Linked DNA regions of Mus musculus: region 2 is linked to region 1. The links are chromatin contacts, called in public promoter capture Hi-C maps. All regions are on one chromosome and are shown on one strand. Each heading gives the region's core, a stretch centred on a gene start, on an enhancer-like site or on the middle of the called end of the contact. The rest is flanking DNA. Distances are from core to core; before and after follow the strand shown. Region 1 holds the start of Lratd2 (LRAT domain containing 1). Region 2 holds the start of 1700010G06Rik (a long non-coding RNA gene).

Region 1 (3,973 bases), core at 1,083-3,582:
CCATGGCCACCCACCAGCCAATCCTACCTGCTCCCTAAGTCCCCTTCCTCCTCCCCTGTCCAAAGCCTGCAGTACATTTCACCAACTCCGCTTTTTCCAAAAGGCCCAGGAATACTAAATGGGGCCCAAGTGTTGGGGGGGGGAGAAGAGCGGGAGGAAGAGGGCGTGGCTGCAGCAAACAGCTTCCTTTTGTAGCTCTGAGCCCAGTTCAAGTATCAGTGCACGACCGAGTCTCCGTTCTCCTCCTCGGAGCCCGATGCTGGGGGACGCAGGGGGGACGGTGTAGTCCGAGTCGCGTCGCTGTCGCCCTCATCCGGCTCAGCCGGGTGCAGGTGCGTGGCGAGCTCCTGTAGCACCGCCGCGCGTCCGATCTGGTCGTTGCGCCGCTTCTCCATGATCAAGTCCTCCAGGCTCTGGAACTCGAGAGTGTGGCTGCGCTGAGCCGAGAGCTGAATCTGCAAACGGTAGGGCTGCTTGCCGATGCGCAGCTCGCCACCGATCTTGAACTCGCGTTTGCCATAGCGGCACCAGGCCGCAAAGCTCTCGGAGTTGCGCCAGCTGAGCTCGCGCTCCTTGGCGCCCACGTGGGCCAGCGCGTTGCGCACTACAGCGCTAGGGCTCAGTGGCTTGTAGCGATACAGATCGTTGACCACGCGGCCGCGCCGGCCCTGGCTCGCATCGGTCAGGAAGCTGTTGCTCACCTCCAGCCGGTGCAAATGCACCACCTGGAAATTGCCCACGTAGACAGCCCAGTGCGGGTATTGAGCCTGCGATACAAACTCCACCAGGTCACCCGGACTGCACTTGTTGAGCAAGTTCTCCGGTGTGTAGGTGCTCAGAGCCGCCGATCCTGGCGCGAAGCTTTTCTGATAGATGCACTCATCACGATAAAACACCGAGCATTCCACCTCGTGCTGCCGCGGGTCGTAGGGCTGCGGCGGGGGCAGGGGAGGCCGATCCCCGGAGTCGGACAAAGCTCCGCCATCAAGCCCCTGGGGCGGTGGCTGAGGTTCCACATCCTCGTCGTCATTGGAGAAAATATAAGAGACTCCGATGCGGGGCCCATCGTCTCGATCCACGCCGGTCGGGTCGGCCGTGGGAACTTCCTTATAACTTAGGTGGGTCAGTTTTTCCACCTGGTTGCCCATTACGCTGTGGACTCTCGTTCACAAGACTTCAAGAGGAGAAAGCGAAACCACCGTCAGAGTCATTGGCACTGGTGCCCGGGCAGGGGCTAAAGCCACCTGTTGGAAGAGAAGACGAGGGAGATGTTTGTAGGTGCCACTCCAGAAAAAGACGTTTGTTTCTTGAAAAAGAACCGGTAGGGGCCCGAGCACCTGGAGCCATTTTAGGAGAAGTCTGGGGGACGTGCTTCCTCGCGTTTCTACACCACTAAGGTCACGATCACTGGAGACATGGCCACTCCAGCTTTCCCCTTCCTCCAGCTATCACCTGGACCCAGCCAAAGCCATTGCATCAGCAGCTCCGACAGCTTCCGCCCGCGCCCTACCTGCCAACCCTGGGCAGGAGTGGGGGAGGGAAGGAAATAGAAACTTTATTCCAATTTCCTTCTCTTTCCTAACTTCCCCTCCCACTCCGGATCCTAACTAGCCCTTTGACGTCCTTCAATGTCTGCACCCCCAAGAACCTGCTAGGCTACCTTGGCGTGGAGGTGGCAGGTGAGCCTCCGGACTAGACTCACCTGCCGCAAGTCACTGCGGCTCGTCGGCCCCTCCCCCGCGCGCCTGCCCTGGGGTTCAGATTACCTGCGCGGACTCTCTCCCCGAGAGGTAGAAGCCCTAGGGGACCGGGAGGGGCACCCTGCCGCACCCGAGACTTCTAGGGCGAGTTCGCAGGTGTGGGCTCCGCAGTGCCTCCTCTCCCAGCGCAGACCAAGGCGAAGCTGGGCTTCGGGGAAGGACGCATTTCTCCCTCGCCGCCCCCCGCGGTTGTGTAGAGCCCCAAGACTTGAAGATGGGGGGCAATGCCTGTTCACGATCGTTGCTGCACGACCCCTCACGCAGATTTCCAGGAAGGTGGGGCACGAGGAGGGAAGCCGAAGGAGCTAGCTGGGTTTCCCGGGGGCCGCAGCTCCCGCTCGGGCTAGGCGAGCAACAAGCGCCGGAGCGGGAGGGACGGGATTGTAGATCCGGCTCGGGGCTCCCGGGCGGGAGTGCAGCCCGTGGCATTTAAAGAGACAGACGTGGCTCTGAGAGCTCCGGTCTTTCCTGTACCCAGCTTAGTCCCTCGGAGCCCCGCCCCCGCCCCGCCCACTAGGGCTGCTCCGCCCTTCCAGGACCGTGCCCCCTCCGTAGCGGGTTTAAATCGGGCTGGTAAATAGTGTACCTCCCACGGGAGCAGGCTTCCTCTACCGCCCTGAGCCCCCTTGCCTTTCTGTTATGCTGAGTTGGGGTTCTGAGAAGTTGGAAGCAAGACGCCACCTGCCAGTATAGAAATGCAAGTGGTGAAATGTTGGTCTTTCTTCCTCTTCTCCTTCCATTTCTTCTTAGATGGAGTATCTAAAGAAAGAGAGACAGACTTTTCTTATCAGAACGTTTTTATAACCTAAAGTAGTCTGTGCTGCAACAGTTCAAGAAACACATCAGCTAAAACCTGTTTCCAGAGCAAGTAATAATTTTGGATAGTAAATAATAATAATAATAATAATTCAGAAAGAGGAAGCAGTATAATACAGGACTTAGTTGACTAGCTCCTCAAATCCCTAATGACTGTTAGGTGTCCCTCCAAGTAAACTCAACATTAACTTCACAGCCTTCTTTGTTTTAGATTTCTTTTCTAGTTGTGAGAGAAAGCATGCAGAAATGGGATGGGGGTGTAGAGTTGCTTAATTGTCCTTAAATTAAAAACAAATTAGCAGAGACTCCTGGTGAATATATTTCCTTCCTCCTGAGGGAAGTGACAGCCTTGTTGGTTATTAACCTCCTCAAGAGGACACTTTCTTCCCTGCTGGGGTCATTTCTCTACCCCAGACCTAAACTACTAAAGTGATTTTTGTTGCTGCTGCTACTACTGCTCCTCCTCCTCCTTCCCCTTCCCCTTCCTCTCCCCTCCTACCCCTCCTCTCCCCCTCCCCCTCCTCTTCCTTCTTCTTTCCTCCTCCTTCTCCTCTCCCCTCCTTCTTCTAAATAGTGGGTCAGAACAGAAATAGACAATCTTAGGAAGCACCCTAGCCAGTTAACAGTGCAATTCAAGACCTGCACCTTGTTTTCCATCGACTGAATTTTTCCAAGTAACATTATTTATTCATTCTGTGCATACCAACCAGTGGAAACAGGAATATACTAACACTACTATGATCCTTTTTAGTTTGAAAGCAGAAACAAAAATCAATCTACTTATGTACCTTTAAGCCAAAACAATCAATATTGTCAAGGCTCTGATGGAAGTTAGTCCTTCAGCAAGCCTAAGATCACAGTATAAGCTACACCAAACGAGAGGTCGGTGTGTATCCTAAAGGTTTAATTTCAATATGTTCTGATTGGCTGGAGATATATGAGGTTAGGAGAGTGGTTCCTGGACATTTGAGTAACGTGCTCCAGGAGCCATCACTCCTACCATGTGAGCACAGAGATGAGTGTTACACATAGAATTTGGCTGTTGAGTGGTGAGACCTTCTGCCAGACACTGTGGGCCAGTTTGCCCCTGTATGACACTGGATGGGCTGGGAAGAGGTGGAGTCTGTGGGAAGGGAACAGTTGTACAGTAGGCTGCTGCTTACACCCTGAGTTCAAGTCCTAAAGGCTGAGAAAGCAGTACTTCTTTGACTCTCTCTTATTATCTCAGCAGTTGCTCAGTTATTCAATTGGCCAATGATAAAGTCCCAGAGGGAGCAGACATCACATCATCTTATCTAGTACTCACTCAGTTAATAAGTGTTTAGTAGATGCTGGAGGGGAAGTTTTCCATAGACCAAAAATCACTCACACACACACACACACACACACACACACAC
Region 2 (3,973 bases), core at 863-3,362, 3.5 Mb after region 1:
TGGCTGGTGACCTTGGCCAAGCAGCCTCGCCTTTCTGCCCTCGGTGGCCTGACGCCACGTACTTCGTGGGTTAGGAAAGGGTCACAATGATGTGGAAGCGCTGAGCAGACTGCCTGGCACCCAGACAGGGTGCAAGGCAGAGAGGATCTCTCTTCTACTCGGGTGTCCAGAGCTCGCTCAGTCCTTCCCCACTTCAGTTTCCCCGGCTTTCAAACCTGCAGGATCCCGGAAAGGGCTGCCAAGGAGGACCACAGGGGCCGGGGGCTGCCGGAGGGGGTGTGGCTCCCCGAGTCGCCGGGCTCCCCAGGGCCCCAGCCCACCCAGCTGCCAGGCCGCCGCCTACCTCCTCCAGCAGCGTGACGGTGTTCCTGCAGTTGTGCAGCCGCGTGGTGAAGCTGGACGTGGTGGGCGAGTTGTAGTCCTCGGTGGTCTCGGCGATGAACTCGGACACGGAGATCTGGTCCGGCATCCTGCCGCGGGAGGGACGAGACACAAGCGGGGGCGGGCGTGAGTCACGGCGCAGGCTCCCGGGGCCGCCGGGCGGCTCATGAACGCCACGCGCGCAGCCCGACCCGCCGCGGCGCCCGGCCTGGCGCGCGAGGAGTGGAGCGGAGAGGAGCGGAGCGAGCGGCGCAGCGCCCTTCAAACTGCAAGCGGCGCGCGCAGGCGGCCGGGGACGCGCCTCCCCGAGCGCACGCAAGGGGCGGCGGGGCGGGGCGGGGCGGGGCGCGACGGGGAGGGGCGGGGCTGGGCGGAACGGACCGCTCCGGTGGCGCTGACAAGCGGCGAGGCTCGACCGACTGGGGCGCTCGCTCCCGCGGAGCGGCGGGCGGCGCGCCCGCGCCAGTCACGGGGACAAACACGGAAGTGCTCTGCGCACGCGCCCCGCACGCCCCGCCCGCCCCTCTCTCTCCACTTACCCCCCCCCCCCGCCGCCCGGCCCTCGCGCGGCCCCCACCTCGCAGCCGCCGGCGCTGGTGCTCGTGCCCGTGGGGCTCCGGAACCGCGCCCCACGCACACACACACACACCCGGCCGCCCCCGGAGCGGTTACTTCAGCGAGCTGGTTACGCGAGCGTTTTTGCAAGAGAGGGACCAAAAAAAAAAAAAAAAAAAAAGTTGTTCGTGTTCTTTTTTAGTCCCGAGTGGGTGCAGGAAGCGAGGCCCGGAAAGCCGTCTCCCTTCTGCGCGGACCGAGGGATGGGGGCGCAGCCCTGCTGCCCTCTGAACGCCAATGCTGTGCCTTGTGCAGAGACAGGAAGGGTTGTTTTAAAATACTTTCATCTGTCCAGATGTATTTGGTTTTTTTTTTTTCTTCCCCTACCCCAGAGGACCGCCGAGCATCCGGAGATGCAAAAAGTATTTCTCAGGTGCAAATGCTCTTCACTGCTAAGCAGGAACTGACTTTCTTCTGAGAAAAGTACCAATTCAGCCCCAGCAAGATGTCTACTGTTGTTAGTCCAACATACCCATCTAATTTCTCACCACCGACTGGAAGATTTTGAGAATGGTATCAACAAAACCCACCTAGTCCTTGGGATTGGCCTCCAGGAGCCCTTGAAAGCGTATGACTGGCCTCCATTAAAGCCTGCTTTGGAAGGCAAGCCCTGTGGCCCACTCAGACCTGCCTGCATACCGTCCGATATAGCTAGCTAGAGGTTGTGTTCGCTGGCCTTTCTGGCCGCGTGTGGGTCGTGTGGCTCAGGGACCCACGGAGAGGGCTTGTCTTGAGTGAGGACCGGCAGGGAGGGAGGAGAAGACTGCATGTCAAGAGGAAAAGGTTCGCCTCACAAGCTGACAAATTCTGAGATGAGTGATGTCGGCAAGGGCCACATTCCTGCTGTCTTGGAATTTGCTTTGCAGCAGAGGACCAGACAAATAGGCAATACAGAGGAGGAGTAGGAGAAAATGACAGAGCCATACATAAACCATGGTCAGAGAAGGCTCAGTCAAAGTGTGCAGAATAGAATGGATACACCACTCGATACCCTGTTGGCTGGGAATCTTGGACCCCTAACTGCCTCCCATGAAAGTAGAAGACAGGGACCCTCATGGAGGAGGCTGAGTTCATGGATGAGGACTTGCTCTCTGCATAGGAAAAAATGGGTTAAAATGTGTGCTGTTTCTCTTCCTGGCTTGACCGAATTGGGTGTGCACTGTGCCTCCACTGCGGTTCCTACCAGTGCTCTCCAAGGCAGGGAAGTGTCTCCGCCTACTACAGGAAGAACTTGCTAAGGGAATGAGCATAAAGAAACACATCCCTGGCAAACTGACCTTTTAAAAAAAACTAGTGAATAAAGAGGTTAAACATAAACAAGAGTACTTTCTCTCCTCAGTACTTTAAAAGTTTGGTTTGGGAGACATGGAGGGTTTAGCTCTCAGGGAGAAAATAAGGCAGGAGGAGACTGGCAGCTGACCACCCCACAAGGGCAGGCTCACTGGTTGCCAGGGCTGCAAGATGTAGCATTTGGAGAATGAACATTCCAGAAGAGAATCCTAGCTCATTTCTCACAGCATCTGGAAAATTCTGTAAGTTGGAACAAATATGACCCTCACTAGCTTGGCCTAATTAAGCTCCCTGCGCCTCAGAAATCCCATGCTCCCCTATAAAGTACTGAGAGCAAATCAGCGAGAAAAATCAGTGAGCACTGGGGCTTCCCTCTGAAAGGATTTGTCTTCCTCAGGGCTGTGAGCCAGTCTGGTCCCACCCCCCACACCCCAGTTGTCATCTAGTACCTGCCCTGTCTACTGAGCTGGCAGCACTCCTCTGTGTGTGTGACATAAACAGTAAAAATGAACTGTTGTTCAGAGCCTAGACTTAGCTAATAAGTGTGTCTGTTCCCAGAGACCCTGAATTCCACAGCTTTCTCTCCTAATTCAGATACCTTGGGTTTGGGTGGCATGAGTTTATCAAATAAGAGGGTAAGGCGTGTCAAAAATGACCACCACACAGAGCCCTCCCAGCTCCAGCCGGTTTGCTCCCACACCTGGCTCTGCAGATGAACGAGTCAAGATTATTCCAAGCTCAGCAGTGGTAAACAGCCAGGGATTTCTTTCTGAATTCACCGGAGAGCCCAAACTGCCGCCACCAATTGCTGTTTCAGTTTCCTCCGAAGATTATGTTATGTATCTGCCCCTCCCCTGCCTCCTCCAGCCAAGAGGGGACTATATGAACAATGAGATATTGTGCTCTGGTAAGCATATACCTCCTTAGACTGGTCTGCAATTAGAATTTCAAAGCTTCGCACCTCAACCCACCATCTCTGGGGTTCATGGACCATAATCCTCTTTAAATTTGAAACCATGCCCTGGTGCAAAACCATCTGCACCTCCCTTTTTCTCAAATACCCCGAACGCCATTCCTGGATATCTAAAAGCAAATAGAGTCTGGCGTGGGCAAAGCTGAAAGGCTGGGTTTCTTTACAGGGAACTACCCAGAAATACACACTTATCCTCTCCAAAGCCAGAAAAAGACACGTGCACACAGACTCGAGCTTCTGTGAACCCGGCTTATATAAAGCAAGCGCCGTCTACGCTGTCGTCATTATAATCCCCCTCAAAGACTGTTTATTACCCTAGGCCTCTCTCATTCTGCTAAGCACTGTCCAGAGCAGCAAGCTACTCAGCCTGCAAGGATGCTTTGTGTCCTGGAAGTGAAGCACCAAGAACAGGACAAGCTTGTTCCTATGGACACCATTAGCACTGCTGACCACCGTCACCTGGGAATTGACTCCGAGTCATATTTCTACTCACAAGGCTCGCTCTCCCATCTACTTTGGAACCAAAGAAGCTTGCTTGCAAGAGGACTGACAGCGATCCAAACCTAGGGAGTGGGAGGTGAGCAGCCAAAGGTGCTCTCTAAGCCTGGAACCCCATTGCTGCTCTGAGCCACAACTTCAGCCAACCACCGCACTCATCCAATCTCTCCTGGAACCAGCAAAGGCAAAATGCTTCAAGTTCCTGGAACTCGAGTT

What was found. Promoter capture Hi-C pulls out the DNA fragments that hold promoters and counts their contacts.
Region 2: a contact with region 1 is called in a promoter capture Hi-C map of pre-B cells. The contact joins the promoter of 1700010G06Rik here to the promoter of Lratd2 in region 1.

What each region holds. Positions count from the first base shown.
Region 1 is chr15:60,822,748-60,826,720 of GRCm38.p6, forward strand. It overlaps Lratd2 (LRAT domain containing 1), which reads right to left and starts at 2,333. Exons shown (of 2, transcript NM_001162926.1): 1 at 1,767-2,333; 2 at 1-1,244. The coding sequence starts at 1,148. The coding sequence ends at 216. It overlaps 9930014A18Rik (RIKEN cDNA 9930014A18 gene), which reads left to right and starts at 218. Exons shown (of 3, transcript NR_030696.1): 1 at 218-2,036.
Region 2 is chr15:64,312,006-64,315,978 of GRCm38.p6, forward strand. 1700010G06Rik (a long non-coding RNA gene) reads left to right here and starts at 2,113. Exons shown (of 2, transcript XR_003951590.1): 1 at 2,113-2,528; 2 at 2,953-3,973. It overlaps Asap1 (ArfGAP with SH3 domain, ankyrin repeat and PH domain1), which reads right to left. Exons shown (of 31, transcript NM_010026.3): 3 at 344-470.